Linked DNA regions of Mus musculus: region 2 is linked to region 1. A link is a contact called in public HiChIP or PLAC-seq data. All regions are on one chromosome and are shown on one strand. The core of a region is the stretch at or near the end of the contact, and the rest is flanking DNA. Distances in the headings are between cores, read along the strand shown.

Region 1 (3,053 bases), core at 414-2,913:
TCACCTTCTGCACCATAAGACCACTGCAGGAAAGAGTGCAGGGGGTGGGGGCGTGGCAGGGCGGGGGTGTATTTCTGATGCGTGCAGGTGTGGGGTCATTGGCTCTAACTACCCCTCTCTTTTGCTGCTGCCTCGAAATACTGCATCATTTTCTGAGGTCTTGGGCTTCGGCGTTCTTTGGTTTGTCTCAGCCTCTTCATTCCTTTTCTTGTCTTCCCGCTGTATTCCGGTTGTAGGGGAGGCTGCTGGAAAGTCGGTCGGAGAGAAACAGAATCTTCTCCGTAGAGGCTGAGGGATGGCAGCTCTGGTCTACACAGGTCCATGTATACGTTCCTTCTATCCACTTGGATCATCTGTGGACACTCCCTGTCGTGATGTAAATGAGGAATCCCCTGGGAGCTTGTGTCAGAGAGGTGATGTCCGCTTGCTCAGCATGCCGGGGTTAAGCAAGTGCAAGGGTATGAGTGTACAGTAAGCTAAGTGCTGGTTGTGATTCAGGGTTGTAGATGTCCATGGGCATACTGGCTGTGTCTGGGCTGGCAGCATCTAGCGTTAGGTGGTGAGTAGGCCCTGTCTTGGAGTTCAGTGTCTCAAGGCTTAGCTGAATATGGTGACACATGCTTCAAATCTCAACAGTCAAGAGGTGGAGGCAAGGGGATCACAGGTTCTAGGCCTGCTTGGGGGCTACAGGGTAAAAACCTGTCTTTTTTTTTTTTTTTCAAAAAAAAAAGAAAAAAGAAAAAAGTCATCCATGGTGCCAAGGCCACAGTCTCTAGTCTCTCACTTGCTAGAATCTTCCCTAGAGTCCTTGGATTCCTATGGCGACTGCCTTCTGAGTCAGGGCCCTGACACCTCCATAGTTTTTACCTGTGGGCCTGTTCCATGTTTCCCAGGTTAAACTTGAAAGCACCCTGCCCTTCTGAGACCCAGTCTTTTCATGTGGAACACTACCTCACATCCTTGCCGTAAGAATGACCCAGTTTCATTTCTGTGAGGGCAAACTCTATGTCAGGCACTGTACCAACCAAGCCTCTCGAGTGCTCCTCCTCAATAGCTTTTGGTCTGGGGTTGTAACACAGGTCTATCAAGAGGTCGTTTTAAAATAGCAGGCCGTAGCTGAGGTAGAGAGGTAAGCAGAGAATGCCTCGGGGTGTACGGGACGGGAAGGGCTGCGATGCCTTTTAGATAAGCAGTAGGTGAGCTGGTTTGAAGGATGGAAGAGAAAGGGTGACTACGTGTTCCTGAAGAGAGAAGTGTGGGGTGTGGGATGGCAAGGTGTGAGCAGGGGGCTGAGTAACAGTCAGATGCTGGTGCTGGTGAGTGAAGGGACCAAGTCGTGGGAGGCCTCGTCGTCGGTCATCCCAAAGATTTTGAAGCCTATCCATAGACAACAGGGAGTTTTAAAGCAAGAAGATGACATATCCAGATCTGGGGTCAGATAATGGCTTTAGTGACTGTGTATAGGGAAGTGGGTAGCATAGGAGTGACTCTGGAACCAGGGGCTCAAGTTCCGAGGTTGCAGAGATTCTCCAGATGATTACACCAGTCAGGGAAGAGCCTGAGACTGGGAACGGAGGGAAAAGAATAGGGCTATTCAGAGAGCAGCAGCTCTTAGAGGTAGACTGCCAAACCGAGGGTGAAGTTACAGATGACTCACAGTGTCTTGGTTTGCCTGGATGGGTGGGTAGTGAGCAGAGCCACTGAGTAATACGGGGGATCCCGGGACGAGCAGGGTTAGGGCCAGGGTGGAGACTGTGAGTTCACTTCGAGGTAGTTCAGTTTGAGGTGACCTTGGCAAATATGACAGGGGTGTGCAGCTGCACATGCAAATGTGTCATTTGAGAAGAAAGTCCAAACAAGATAAATCTGGGAGTTAGAGGTGACAAGGAAAACTCTAGGAGTGCTACTGTCCACAAACAAACAAACAAACCCAGTTGTATAAACACTGATGGACAGGAAACCCCATGAATGAGCATCAGGTGGATACAGTGTCCCCGAGGGACCCACGGTGACAGACAGAGTAGCATTATCATGACTAGAGGGTGGACAGTTTGAAGACAGAGTGAGTGAGCACTACGGTTGGCTACAGTGAATTCCCCCACAGGATCTGACAATGGTGGACGTTGGCTTTGCCTGGGGGTGATTATGAGTTCAGACAGCAGTGGACTGAGCAGGTAAACTGAGGCAGAGAAGTGGGGAGAGCAGGTGTGGGGTTTAGCAGGGAAGGGAGGCAGCTGAGGAAGTGGGGTTGGGGATGTCACAGGGCAGACAGAAAACCACAGGGGCTGCAGCTACTGCAATCCCACGATCACATCTTGTGGACGATGAAGAACGAAGCTGGAGGACTCCAGGGTTGAGCACCACAACCAACCCTGTTGAAGTTAATTAGAAACGAAAGGGAAAGCGGCACTCCCAAGGCAGAAGGGGTTCCAGGAGAGAACACCACTCAGGTGGAAAGGGCTGTGTCTGTACACAGTTACGGAACAAAGAAAACAATGGTGGGTAAGCGGCGAAAGGAAAGGTGATTTGTCTCCTGCTGCACAGGGTGAGGGATCTCTTCCCTACAGTGGAGCTCCCTCGGAAGCTTGTATAATTTTCTAAAGGCTCTGGAGCAGAGCTGCCTTGACCCGTGGAGCACCTTAAGCAGAAGGCTTTGATCCGTGGAGCATCTGAAATTGGCATTGGGGAGTTTTCCAGATGATTGGGGTCAGAGTCACCCTGGGGCCAGTCCCTAACTTCCTTTCCTTTGTTTCACCTCCTTCTTTGGGAGCACACATAAAAAGAAATTCTTACACTTCATCTGAATGTCTGTCCATCCAACATCTCTGAGATAGGACCTTGCTATCTACCCCAGACTGGCCGTAAACTCACAATTCTCGAAGACGAACGTGCAGCAAGCGCATTCCTCCAGAGGACTGAAGAGAACACTGGATCCTTTGGAAGTAGACTCACAGTTGGGTGTGAGTTACCATGTGGGTGTTGGGAACAAAACCGGGCTCCTCTGCAAGAGCAGTGAGTGTTCTCAACCATCGAGCCAGCTCTCCAGCTCCTGT
Region 2 (3,014 bases), core at 148-2,647, 93 kb before region 1:
CCACTTTTCACAAGGGCCAACTAACTTATAGAATCAGCCTTGGTGCCCATCAGCAGGTGAGTAGATAAAGATGTAGTATATTTACACAACAGAGTATTATTCAGCTGTAAAAAGGAAGAATTACATTAGAGATGGAAAAATGGCTGAAACTGGAAGTCACCGTCTTAAGTGAAGTCAGCCAGACTCTGAATGACAAATATATTTTTCTCAGATGCAAAATCTAGGTTTAAAAAAATATGAGAGTAGAAGGAAGACTTTAGAAGAAGGAGTAGAAGGGCAGGACTCTAGTGATTCATCACAAGTGAGATAATGGCTCATGTTGTCTTCTCTCTCTCTCTCTCTCTATATATATATATATATAATATATATACATATATATATTATATATATTACACATTTTCAAAAGTGATTTGTCTGGAATACAGTAAACACCAGGGACAAAAATTGGATTTTAAAATGACTAATATTTACTGTAGTGAGTGTTTAGTTATTAGGTGAATGACCTTAGAGAAGGATTCAGTTACCCTAGAAAAACACTCCTATGTGTGGAGAGATGGCTCAATGGTTAAGAGCACGGGCTGCTCTTCAAGAGGGCCCAGGTCCATTCTCAGCACCCACATGGTAGCTCACAACCATCTTTAACTCCAGTCCCAGGAGACCTGGCGCCCTCTCATGGACTCAACAGGCAGTAGGCATACATGCAGTCAAAATATCTGTACATATAAAATAATTTATTAATTAACTACTCCTAGATGGGCCTGGTGATACACATCTGCAGTCTCAACATTGAGAAGCCAAAGCTATAGGGTCACAAATTAGAGGGGAGCCTCCCTGGGCTACATAGTGGGACCCTGTCACAAAAACCAGAGGTTAGAGATGTGGCTCAGTGTTTGGGAGCTTGGCTGGCTTGTACATGGCTCTGTGTAGCCCTTTAAAAATTGGAATAACAGGGCTGGTGAGATAGCTCAGTGGTTAAGAGCACTCACTGCTCTTCTGGAGGTCATGAATTCAAATCCCAGCAACCACAAGGTGGCTCACAACCATCTATCTGAAAAGAGAAACAATCAATCAATCAATCAATCAATCAATCAATCAAACAAACAAACAAAAAAACCCTATGGGCCGGAGTGAGCGGGACAGGAGTGAGCGGGGACAGGAGTGAGCAGGGCTGGAGCAAGAGGGAGAAAGGGAAGGGGAAAAAAAAAAAATTAAAAAATTGGAATATCAACAGAGAAAGAAACAAAAAACTCTTTCCCACAATACTTGAACTTGTTTATCATTTAACCACTCTCTAATATGAGTCAGTTGTGGGTTTAGAAGCTGAACAAAACTTAGCTCCTATCGTCCAGTGACTCAGATGCCGTGGGCAAGACAAAGCATGGCAGAGGCTGGAGGATCTGGTTTGTGCTGCTGTTGGAGGTTTCACAGTGATGTCACCCAGTGCAGCATGAGCAGAGGACAGCCTCGTCAAGGGCAGGGGAGGGCTTAGAGGGCTAGTGACCGGGGAGGAGGGCTAGGGAGCAGGGAGGCTGGGGGACCAAGACTTGAGGTTTCACTAAGTGTGGTCACAGTTCTCAGAAAGGACTGTGTTTCTAAAGAGCCCACGTGCTTCCAGGATTATTTTGTTCTTAGGTAGTAGATGTAATGATGTAACAAGGGCACCATTCTCGGGGTGCTCATGTTGACAGCCATGAAGGTGAATGCATGCCTTCTTCCCACCCACTTCTCAGCACTATTAACCATGCTTTGAGAAGTTCATTCTCCTCACGTCTTATCATGGTGGCACTTTGGTCGCCTTAACACTGTATTCTTGCCTCTCGCTTGTACACCTAGAGATTGTTCATATCACAAATAGTAACAAGGCTCCTTAATACCTTGGTAACATTGTTATCAGATAAGAAAATATTTAAACTGGGGTGTGTTCCTGTACACCAGTAATCACTTTGGGTAGGTAAAGGCCAGGGGATCAGGGTGGAGGCAGGAGGTTCAAGGTTATTCCTAGCTACACAGTGAGTTGTAGTCCAGTATGGGTTTTATGAGACCCTGTCTCAAAAAGGCAAAAAGGAAATAAAGCAAGTATGACGTCAGTAGTGTTATGTAGCTGGGGAGAAGGTTCTGGGGATTTGCCATCCATATTTGGAGACCTGAATTCAATTCCCAGACCCCACATAAAGGTGGAAGGAAGTGACTCCACAAAAGTGGTGCTCTGACTTCCACACACCTGTTTCATGCATATGCACACACCGTGATAAAATAATGCTTTAATAATAGCATTGTAATCCAGAGTGATGGCACAGGCCTGTAACACCAGTTACAAGGGCAGATGAGACAGGATGCCCACTTGGGTAATTCAGAGTGAGTTCAAGGTCAGCTTAGGTAACTTGTTAGAGTTAGGGCTGGGTGGAAGAGCTTCTGAGATATGTAAGCAATGGTTTAACTTACTCCATAGAGACGGGGGCAGATGATTCCACCAGGGCATTGTCTTCCACCCGGCAATAGTGCAATCCCCTTGGCCTAGCAGCTCTGAAATCATGCCACTCTAGGCCAAATGTTTAATTTGAAAATATTCCTATTATTTCATTTTACTTACAAAGTTTAAATCATTATTTTCCTATTACACTATTTAGATTTTGCCTAATTTAGTTTAGAGGACCTTGCAGTGTAGTTCCTTTAATAAGAACCAGGGAAGGAGACCCAGGTAGTAGATCTCGTTTATACAACCTTGATTTCTTTGGGGAGGAGAAAAACAGGTTACATTAGAATTTTAAAAACTCACCTGGGTCATAGCCAATACATTCTATTTGGGGGACAAACCTTAAAATTGTCCTCTATAACCCAATGAAAGAAAGAAAAGAAGGGAAGCCTAAAAACACATTAATCAAAATATATGACTTTCTCAAATATTCTCCTTGCTGGATAGACGGCTCAGCGGTTAGGAGCACTGACTGCTCTTCTAGATGTCCTGAGTTCAGATCCTAGCAACCACATGGTGGCTCACAAACATCTGTAATGAC

What was found. HiChIP or PLAC-seq counts read pairs in DNA pulled down with a chosen protein or histone mark.
Region 2: a contact with region 1 is called in a CTCF HiChIP or PLAC-seq map of the NIH/3T3 cell line, with 11 read pairs. The contact joins two enhancer-like sites. A contact is called at or near these places in 2 of 15 datasets of contacts at CTCF or cohesin (CD8 T cells and the NIH/3T3 cell line), 6 of 484 Hi-C or Micro-C datasets (cranial neural crest, embryonic stem cells, group 2 innate lymphoid cells and 1 more), 3 of 115 datasets of contacts at active chromatin or transcription factors (CD8 T cells, bone marrow-derived macrophages and pancreatic cancer cells) and 3 of 9 other capture datasets (adipose tissue, liver and pancreatic islet).

What each region holds. Positions count from the first base shown.
Region 1 is chr9:50,475,466-50,478,518 of GRCm38.p6, reverse strand. Gm32462 (a long non-coding RNA gene) reads left to right here. Exons shown (of 5, transcript XR_379369.2): 4 at 237-413. Among named protein-coding and RNA genes, the nearest start is that of Gm32462, 9.1 kb to the left of the region's middle. Within about 2 kb of position 1,663, at least 77 of the 459 cell types and tissues checked have an H3K27ac peak or open chromatin away from gene starts, as enhancers often do. A contact at or near this core is called in the NIH/3T3 cell line and pancreatic cancer cells, where this site is marked.
Region 2 is chr9:50,568,729-50,571,742 of GRCm38.p6, reverse strand. All of the region lies in intron 2 of Il18 (interleukin 18), which reads right to left. Among named protein-coding and RNA genes, the nearest start is that of Tex12, 9.0 kb to the right of the region's middle. Within about 2 kb of position 1,397, at least 33 of the 459 cell types and tissues checked have an H3K27ac peak or open chromatin away from gene starts, as enhancers often do. A contact at or near this core is called in the NIH/3T3 cell line and pancreatic cancer cells, where this site is marked.